3 separate regions of the Mus musculus genome follow, and all the other regions are linked to region 3. Evidence: chromatin contacts called from public promoter capture Hi-C data. All regions are on one chromosome and are shown on one strand. Each heading gives the region's core, a stretch centred on a gene start, on an enhancer-like site or on the middle of the called end of the contact. The rest is flanking DNA. Distances are from core to core; before and after follow the strand shown.

Region 1 (3,180 bases), core at 29-2,528, 5.1 Mb after region 3:
TTAATCTTATCCTTTACAAAGTCTCGATTGATTTGTTAATAAAATATCTTCCCGTTTGTGGCAACAGCGGGTATAACTCTTTAAAAACCTTCAGAAGCAAGAAAATTACCAAGTAGCCCAAGAATGTAGATGAGAATTTTATTGATCGCCCTGATTCTTCTTAATATGTATTAATAAATTCCACAACCCCTTGTACCTTGCACTTGTCAGAAACCAATGCTTTTACAAAATCCATAAAAGGAAAACATATTTTTCTTTGCAGAAGATCTAAATGACAAGTTTGCTTTGCTCTCTCCTCTTTTTATTTTTATTTTTTCTTCTGGCCCGGTTTTCTAAAACTTGTGGAGTCCGGGGATCAGAGTTTTCCCTTTTCTTTTGAAAAAAAATTTCTTTTTCCCTTCCTTTCTCTCTGCCCTGTGTTATCAGGGGAAGGAAATCTGGCTTTAGCTGTTTCTGGGAGCCGGAGAGACGCTTTCGCGAATAGGGAACGGCTGGCGAAGGATTATCTCCAAGCTAGGAAGCTCCCAGCGGCCGGTCCTCAAAGGTCAGGGTGTGGTTACTCTCAGAGTCAAGGCTCCAGGAGCTCGTGGGTGCCGATTCCCCCCCCCCCTTAGTTCTAGCAGAAAGATCTAAGGAGGGGGTAGCTACGGGCTGGAACCATCATCCGAGCTTCGGGTTTGCCCAGCTGCGTGGTGGCCTCTCGACCCTCGGGGCCCTATTCGCCAGTGCTTCCCCGACACCTTGGTCCAATCTTTGCACTGAAGATTTTCACACAGCCCCCTTTGGAACCCTAGGGAGGGATGTTTCCGAACTAGAGAAATCGGACTCACCTTCCTGGCTGCCCAGTACTAAATTAACCAGCCCGCGCCCCTATCCCTTCCTGGGAACCGGCCCTCTTGGGCGCGTTCTGCCTGGGTATGTGCAGGGAGAGCGCTTCTGTGAGCAGGCGCCACAGCGCTCTGACTTTCCTCAGTACGCGTGTCCTCCCGGAGGCCCCTCGAATCAAGCCTTTCCTTCCGCTGGCGGGGCCCGGTGGCCGGGTGGGGGACTCGAGTGGGGCAGGCCGGCCGGCCAAACAAGCCCCGGGAGACAGGCTGGCCGGCAGCAGAGCTCTGGGCCGGTTGTCTCCAACGCGCACTATCACAGGCGCTTAGTAGATGTCGCTGTTGTCCGTGCTTACGCGGCCAGCCGGCCGGGCTGGGGAACACGTGACCTGCAAGGAGGCTGCGGCTCAAGGCCATTTTCAAATCTCATTGGCTTGGTTGTCATGTGGTCGGCAGAGGCATCCACAATTACACCGGGAATGTTTTCCTAGCGATGTCAGCCTACAAAGGACACAATCTCTCTTCTTCAAATTCCTCCCCAAAATGTCCTTTCCCAACAGCTCTCCTGCTGCTAATACTTTTTTAGTAGATTCCTTGATCAGTGCCTGCAGGAGTGACAGTTTTTATTCGAGCAGCGCCAGCATGTACATGCCACCACCTAGCGCAGACATGGGGACCTATGGAATGCAAACCTGTGGACTGCTCCCGTCTTTGGCCAAAAGAGAAGTGAACCACCAAAATATGGGTATGAATGTACATCCTTATATACCTCAAGTAGACAGTTGGACAGACCCGAACAGATCTTGTCGAATAGAGCAACCTGTTACACAGCAAGTCCCCACTTGCTCATTCACCGCCAACATTAAAGAAGAATCCAATTGCTGCATGTATTCTGATAAGCGCAACAAACTCATTTCTGCCGAGGTCCCTTCGTACCAGAGGCTGGTCCCCGAGTCTTGTCCTGTTGAGAACCCCGAGGTTCCTGTCCCTGGATATTTTAGACTGAGTCAGACCTACGCCACCGGGAAAACCCAAGAGTACAATAACAGCCCCGAAGGCAGCTCCACTGTCATGCTCCAGCTCAACCCTCGTGGCGCGGCCAAGCCGCAGCTCTCGGCTGCCCAGCTGCAGATGGAAAAGAAGATGAACGAAAGCGCGAGCGGCCAGGAGCCCACTAAAGTCTCCCAAGTGGAGAGCCCCGAGGCCAAAGGCGGCCTTCCAGAAGACAGGAGCTGCCTGGCTGAGGTTTCCGTGTCCAGTCCCGAAGTGCAGGAGAAGGAAAGCAAAGGTCGGTATGAACAGAGTTGCCACCCCAGCGGGGCGTGCAGTCCGGTAAAACCTCGAAAAGGGAGCGCTCGGGTGCCCAGAGCAGAGCCCGGGCAGCGGAGCCCAGAGCCCATACTCCGCAGGTGCTGCTCCACCCGGCTTTTAGAAGGGATATCCCTGCCTTGAAAGGGTCGGGGCTTCTCTCCCGCTGCTCCGGCCAGACCTGGCCCCAAGCTGATGGCGCCTGGGCAGAGGACAGGCTTGCCGGGTTTATCAGTCTTGAGCCAGATCCGAAATACAACAAAAGAGCTAAAAGGAGACCAGCCGTTTGTAAACAGGGCTCCAGTGCCCGCTTTTCTTTGGCTCAGATTTGCAGCCCTAGTTTTTGCCTTGAACCCAGGGATCATTTTAAGGTAGCCTAAGACACCGTGTTTGTGTTCAAGGGTTTGCACCCCGCATCCTGCGATCTAAGAGGGAAAGGAAATGGTTTGGCCTGTTGGTGCTTGGGTGGGGAAGCAGAGGTAACCTTGGCTTTGTCTGGCGAAAGTGCCGCAGGCTTTGCAATCTTCTACAAAGGGGGCAAAGGCGGAGGAGGGGGAGAACAGATCTGCATTGCCCACCTAGGGCTGGGGTAATGCAAAGAACCAGGGATATGGGTTTCTAAGAAGGAATCTTGAGCCCCCACGCCCATTTCTGCAGTCTGTCCCTCACTGTCTACCGGGTGAGCCACAGAGTTACATTTCTGGAGGAAGGCTTTTGTGTGAGAGCAAAGAAAAATTGAGGAAATTCTGGGGGGAAGGGGGGAACTGTAACAATGCCCAGTCAGGGTGGAGAAGGGATCCCTGCTTCCTCATTATCTCTTGAAACAGCCTGCATCCCTATAAACCTGGTTGTGGATCTCCTTGTCTGCCTAGGAGGGGTGGGTAAGAAGCGGCCGACTTGGGGCCCTGGAGCAGTAGTGAGATACTGGTAGATGAAGCAAGCTATGGTTCTTTCTGGTGGCCTGACGGCTTAGAATGTTTTTGGGGGGACGGAGGAATCCTGTAAAGTTTGCTATTATAGTCACATTTTGTGCAAGCCAGAAAAGTTG
Region 2 (3,451 bases), core at 776-3,275, 7.8 Mb before region 3:
TCCTGTTCAAGGGGCAAGATGAGGTGAGAAGCAGGAGGGTGAGGAGAGGCACTTGGTGACAGGAGCCAATGTTACCCGCAGAGGAGGACACAACCAGGTAAAATGGGACAAAAGTAGCAGCAAAGATTGAGGGAAACATCAAATGTCATCACACATATTCACCCCACCAACAACAACCTGGGTACTCCAATTCTGCCTCAAAGGCTAAAATCCAACTGGATAGGAGCTGAGATTTGCTTTCAAAGGGAAACCGGGTCTAACATTATTTTTCTCCCAGAAAATTGCTTCTACTTGATTCTTAGACATCTGATCATCAACCTGTCCGGCCTATGGCCACCAGTGCCAGGTCTTGCTCCTGTGCCCTGTGGGAGGCTGCAGCTGGTACCCTCTGCAGCCACAGCGCCAAGCCTCCGAGGGAGGTGGTGCAGTCTGCTCAGTGCTGGCCGCTGCAGACCAAACTCCAGCACATCTTGAATCTGTTAACTCTTTTCTGACCATACCCAAGTTCCACCCAGCTTTGAACTCTGCTGCTCTGGCGGGGCTACTCAGACTGAAGGCTTGAAGGCAGAGGCACCATCTGGAGGAGATAGATTCCCAGACCCAGCCTGCCTGAGGCATGGGTGGAGTGTGAGCCTCTCGGTCCTGAGCCAGACAGGTCGCCTGGCACTCTCTTAGTCCCCCTGAGCTCACCACCTTGCTGGCCGAGCTGAGCTAAGCCCGGGGTTGGCTCTGCTTTTCTGCACCTCTTGCCTTCAGGGTTGGCCATGCCTGGACACAAGCATGAGCTCTGGGTTTATAGATCTCAGGCTCTCTTGGCTCGAGGCCGAAGGCTAGCCGCCTGTGAAAGCAGGTACTAGATCTTTTCTCTCTATACCTCAGAGTTGCTTGGGGCCTCGTATTACTTGTGCCAAAATCTCTTTACATCGATTCTTTTCGCTAATCCTCTTTTAAAAATTACTGGCATGGGTTCTTTTTCTCTCCCTCTGGATTATGTAAACATTACACACACACACACACACACACACACACACACACACACACACACACACACACACCACACCAGTCAGTAAGATCATCGCATTGACACCGCTTCCACTCTGTCTCCCCAGATCAACGCTTCTAGAGAACCCATTTGCACTGGGGACTCAGCCCTCTCTTTTTCCTGGCGAGGCTTATGAACCTGTCACCAAGCCAGTGCCTCGGAAAGGAGGAAGTGCGGTGGGGCTCAAAGGATACATGGCGCCCGCCCCCAGCTAGCTGCTCTTCAGATGATCTGCAACCAAGTTGGCTGATAAAATATTTAGTAACGACCCAGTAAACATGACTGCAAATACATTAAAGCACTTCAGCGCGACAGCTTATGATTATTTCAAAACTTAAAAAGGAGATCATAGATTGTCACTGTTTCTGTACCCCTGCCGGAAACCGAACCTTCCCGAGGTGGGTTGCTGGGTGGGTTAACTGCTTTGCCTCCTCTTCTCCTCTCTTAACGCTGTGGCTTTCAGCGGCAGAGGTTTGTTTATTTATTTATTTACTCGTGTAGTTTAAAGGTGGGGGAGGGGGCGGCAAGGACACGCAATACCGATTCAACAAAGCACAGGCTCAGGTGTGTGTGCTTCTGTGTATTAACTGGAAAAGACAGACTCTGGAAGTTTTACAGGGCGAGAAGAGGCCACCGGCTCGCGCTTTGTATACTTTGCACTTGAAATCGTTACATTCAACTGAATATTTGGCTCATTCAGATCCGAAAAGTCTCCTAGCATCATCGAATTCCCTCCTCCGCCCCTCCTCTCTAAAGAGAGGGGGGGGGGTAAGGAACTGTTTAGTAAATTGCACATCTTTGAATCTTCCTGAAGCAGTGGTCACAAAGCTTAAAGGTGACATAACAGAGCTCACGTAAACCAACACACTTTCCCCACCCCCCAAGCCAACAATAAAATCATCCCCTTCAATTTGCCATGATCGTCGCGACCAGGAGCCAGGTGATTATCCTAATTAATGTCTATCTAATTAAATTACTGTCAGCAGCTAACCAATGGCAAGAGCCGTTTCATCGGCTGCATAAGCAGCAAGATCAAAAGTGAGCCTTTTCTGATTGCTGCATAGTGTCAATTGGCCAATCTCTTCTCCCAGGGAAAAAAAAAAGTAAATCAAACCTTTGAGAAGCATTTGCTGGTTGAAGTGCTTTCTGTCTAGTGAGGGGTCTGTGGATTCCTAGTGTATGATAAACAGGACTTTAAAACCCAGGGACGGGAGGGCCAGCGTTCAGGTTCTAGAGCTATGCAGCTGGAGCATTGCCTCTCTCCTTCTATCATGCTCTCCAAGAAATTTCTCAATGTGAGCAGCAGCTACCCACATTCGGGCGGATCTGAGCTTGTCTTGCATGATCATCCCATTATCTCGACCACTGACAACCTGGAGAGAAGTTCACCTTTGAAAAAAATTACCAGGGGGATGACGAATCAGTCAGATACAGACAATTTTCCTGACTCCAAGGACTCACCAGGGGACGTCCAGAGAAGTAAACTCTCTCCTGTCTTGGACGGGGTCTCTGAGCTTCGTCACAGTTTCGATGGCTCTGCTGCAGATCGTTACCTACTCTCTCAGTCCAGCCAGCCACAGTCTGCGGCCACCGCTCCCAGTGCCATGTTCCCGTACCCCAGCCAGCACGGACCGGCGCATCCCGCCTTCTCCATCGGCAGCCCCAGTCGCTACATGGCCCACCACCCGGTCATTACCAACGGAGCTTACAACAGCCTGCTGTCCAACTCTTCGCCGCAGGGCTACCCCACGGCCGGCTACCCCTACCCACAGCAGTACGGCCACTCCTACCAAGGAGCCCCTTTCTACCAGTTCTCCTCCACCCAGCCCGGGTTGGTGCCCGGCAAGGCGCAAGTATACCTGTGCAACAGGCCACTTTGGCTGAAATTTCATCGGCATCAAACGGAGATGATCATCACTAAACAGGGAAGGTAATGCTACTTTCTTGGCTGCCGCTGTTCCAGGCGTGACCCTGGGCGAACGCACCCAAGTTGTGACCGCCGGGCAGCGACTATGTGGGGTCGGGGAGCGGAGTGGAGAGGCGCTCGGGTGCGTCCTGGAGTTGGCTGGTTTTGGAAAAGGGGAATGTGGAAGGGATAATAACCACCGTGATGTTGGTGGCGGGGAGCCTGCTGTGCCAATGCGGTCGGAGAACCAGTCAGTGGCTAGAGCACGACGGAGAGCCGCGGCCGCTCCTAGGCATTCAGAGCGACGCATCAAAGCTGGCCCGAGCCGACAGGTGGAGAAGCAGGCCGCCACCGGCTCTCCACCGAGCACTGATCCCTGTTGGTCCCCCACTGCAGAGCGCTCGCTGCTCTTCCCGACTTCGGCCCTACGTCTTCCCTTCTCCCACTACCCCCTTTCCTAGATCAGCAGACATTTCGTTCAGACACGCGGCGAGGACAAGTTT
Region 3 (3,215 bases), core at 620-3,119:
AAGAATGCATGTTCCGGTGGTAAAGGGACATCAGCTCAAGAATGTAAGCAACCTTTCCCTCCAGACAGGAACAGAAAAGTACACTAAACCCTAGGGCTATATTTAGCGCATGATATATAACCCTAAGCACTCTCCCTACCGCGGGCGCACACACAATATAACAGTAAGTCTCCTTTCTGCGTTTCCAATACTGTAGAAAGGTGTTCAAAGGAAGAACTGTTAGACATCTTCTCTTGCCGCCCACCCCTCCTTTTCGAAAGATTTTTGCAAAGCCTGGTGGATTTGTTGGCGCTCCCAAACTTCCCAGGAAGTCTGAGATGGGTGCTGCCTGGAGCTGCTGTATAATTACTTACTTGATTCCCTCTAAGGAGCTTACGCTAAGAATTGAGGAAAGAAAGCAGATTAACCATTTGAATACATGCCACGGCCCATCCACAAGCCCTCCCCTCTCTCCTCTCTATAAATGGGGGCTTCCACAGTCCTCACCCATCAACCCCAATATGTGATCTAGGGAAATCAATTTATTGCTTTGACTAATCCTGCAACAATAGGGGTTTCATTTTTATTGTAGGGCAATTAAGTTGTCCGACGGGAAAGAGCGGGAGGGGAAGTGGGGACTGGCCCATCCCCACAGACAGATTAGTCCCTGCAGAGGCTGCAGCGTCCGTTCTGTCTGTCTGGTGGTCGGTCACACGCAGCACCAGGCTGCTACCTAGCAACGAAAGCCAGGGAGAGAGCTCGTGGGTTCTCCTTGAGTCAGTCTCTCTCTCTCTCTCTCTCTCTCTCTCTCTCTCTCTCTCTCTCTCTCTCCCTCCCTCCCTCCCTCCCTCCCTCCCTCCTTCCTCACTTTGCTTTCCCGTTTTCTCCATTCCTTTCAACTTGTCTCTCATTTTCTTCTCTTATAGTTTTCTATTCTAAATAATTTCCTCCCTTTCCTCTCTCTCCCTGTTTCACGGGGAAGGAAAAAAAAAAAACCTCCCGGACAACTTGAAAAAGTTTGTAGTCACTTTAGAAACTTTCTGCATTCCAGTCCCCAAACTCAGGCGCAGCTAACCAGCTCCATTCATCAACACAAAAGCACCCGCTCTGGGTAGGAAAGGGAAAGCCTTCAAGAAAAGTACTCTAGTGTATCAGCCGCTTCCTCTGCCAATCCCACCTCCCCGCCTTATCTGGGCTCGTAAACGATCGGTATCATGAGATGCGGTCTCATGGGGGTCACCGCGGGACAGGGTTTCGCCACTGATGGAAGGAGGCTCTGGCCGGCGGCCCCTGGCGCACGGTGGGATCGGATCTCCCGCGCCGGCTGGACGCTGCAGGTGGAAAGCGGCGCTGGGAGCGGCGTGGAGGACCGCCCCGCCCCAGCCAGAAGAAAGCTGCAGACCCACGCGGGAGACCCTCGTACTCCAGGTTCCATCCTGGAAAGCCTTGAGGGTCAGGACTAATTCCCGTGGGAACAAAGGCACGATAGCCGTGGGACGAGCTGTCACCGAAACCGGTGCGTCCGCGTTCCCCAACCAGTACAAGAAGCGGCGCTGCAGTCATCTCTCCTGGGGTCACCGGAGCGCTCAGCCGGAGCAGCTCCGCAGCCGCCCACCCTCGTCCGGCTCAGCTCCGCAGCGACTATGGTGGCGTAGCGCGGGCAGGTGACCGCTTACCTTGGCCACTGACTGGCGCCAGGCAGGCAGCGATCGCCAGCAGCAGCATCCATGCCGCCGCCGCGGCCCCGCGCTCCATCGCGGAGACGGCCCCGGGCCTCGCCGTTCCTTCCCCGGGAGGTGGGCGCGCGTCGCAGCGGGCACAGGCAGGTTACTCCGCTCCGGAACAGGAGTCTTGCTCAGCAGCAGTCGCTGGCTCCTAGAGGCAGAAAGCCGGTCCCGGCGCCTGAGGCATCCCGTTTTCTACCCGCGCCAGTCCCCACCCTCCAGACAGTGCATAAAGCCCTCTAGACCAGACCGCCCCGGAACTAGCATGCGGGAATCCAGTGGGCCAGGCCCCCTACTGCCCGGCCCGCCCCCTGCACTTTGCGACTCTGGGAGGAGTGGGCCCTCGGACACTTGCGCGCTAGCACATGCACACTCCACAAGCGCGCTCGCTCGTGCATGCTCTCACCCAGGAGCACAGGCTCCGGGAACACAAAACTGCCTCCCACGCTGGCGAGCGCCCACCCCTCGCTCGCACGAGCACACACACTCCAAGGTCCTATTCAATCACTGACAATAATCGCCGCTGCTCACATTCGGAGCAAGGGCTTGGCCTCGCCACTCAGAGGGATGGCTAGACGGGGCGAGGAAGAAATTGGCCACGGACACAAACTCTAAAACGTTATCACCGGTGGGAAGGAATGGAGAAAGGGGGGAAGTCAAGAGCAGCGACTAAAAAAAGAAAGAAAGAAAGAAAGAAAGAAAGAGAAAAGATGAAAAGGGAAAGAAAAAGAACAAATGGGGAAAGGGGAGCAAGGAAAGGGGAAGAGAAAGAAGGGGGAAGAAAAGAAAAGGCAGAGGGTGTTTTAGTGCGGGTCTTTCATCTCAACACTCGGGAGACAGAGACAAGTGGATCTCTGTGAGTTTGAGGCCAACCTGGTCCACACAGTTCCAGGACAGCCTGGGCTATGTAGAAAGAACCTGTCTCAAAAAGAAGGGAAGAGGGAGGGAGGGAGGGAGGGAGGGAGGGAGGGAGGGAGGGAGGGAGGGAGGGAGGGAGGGAGGGAGGACCAGAAAAAAGCTGGACAGAGCCAAGCCGCCTGACCTCCTTGCCTCGGTGTGAACTCGCTAAGCTGCCTCGGGGCCCTCCTCCCCCTGACAGGGTGCAGGCTACCCAGATGGGGTAGCTTGTGTTTTTATAGTCAGAGAGGAGATTCTATCATTGCTCTGGAGGCCATAACTATCTGGCTCCCCAAGCGTCAGGTGTCAGTCATGCCAGACAGCGTCTCCTACAGTTCTGTTCATTTCGAAACAAAACTTGGGGGAGGGGTTGTTTTCTCCGCAATGCCAATAATGAGAGAAACACCAGGAATTCGGGAGAACTCTATGGTTCCCCTCGGGGACCACACTGAACCTGTTAACTGGGAGACAACCCTCTTTAAGAGAGTGGACCTTACACGAGCCCTTCAGACCCCGGTCTTCAGTTCCGCAGTGCCGAGACGAGTCAGTCGGTGCAATTGGTTGCTCTAGGAGCCCCACCGGAGGACCCGGCTGATTCTCAGCCTGATCATCCCA

Evidence for each region. Promoter capture Hi-C pulls out the DNA fragments that hold promoters and counts their contacts.
Region 1: a promoter capture Hi-C map of embryonic stem cells shows a contact between it and region 3, with 5 read pairs. The contact joins the promoter of Hoxd10 here to the promoter of Lrp2 in region 3. A contact is called at or near these places in 1 of 39 promoter capture datasets (embryonic stem cells) and 1 of 484 Hi-C or Micro-C datasets (embryonic stem cells).
Region 2: a contact with region 3 is called in a promoter capture Hi-C map of second pharyngeal arch cranial neural crest. The contact joins the promoter of Tbr1 here to the promoter of Lrp2 in region 3. A contact is called at or near these places in 2 of 39 promoter capture datasets (cranial neural crest and second pharyngeal arch cranial neural crest) and 1 of 484 Hi-C or Micro-C datasets (embryonic stem cells).

Annotation. Positions count from the first base shown.
Region 1 is chr2:74,690,613-74,693,792 of GRCm38.p6, forward strand. Hoxd10 (homeobox D10) reads left to right here and starts at 1,279. Exons shown (of 2, transcript NM_013554.5): 1 at 1,279-2,112. The coding sequence starts at 1,368.
Region 2 is chr2:61,802,428-61,805,878 of GRCm38.p6, forward strand. It overlaps Tbr1 (T-box brain transcription factor 1), which reads left to right and starts at 2,026. Exons shown (of 6, transcript NM_009322.3): 1 at 2,026-2,972. The coding sequence starts at 2,281.
Region 3 is chr2:69,584,160-69,587,374 of GRCm38.p6, forward strand. Lrp2 (low density lipoprotein receptor-related protein 2) reads right to left here and starts at 1,870. Exons shown (of 79, transcript NM_001081088.2): 1 at 1,656-1,870. The coding sequence starts at 1,734.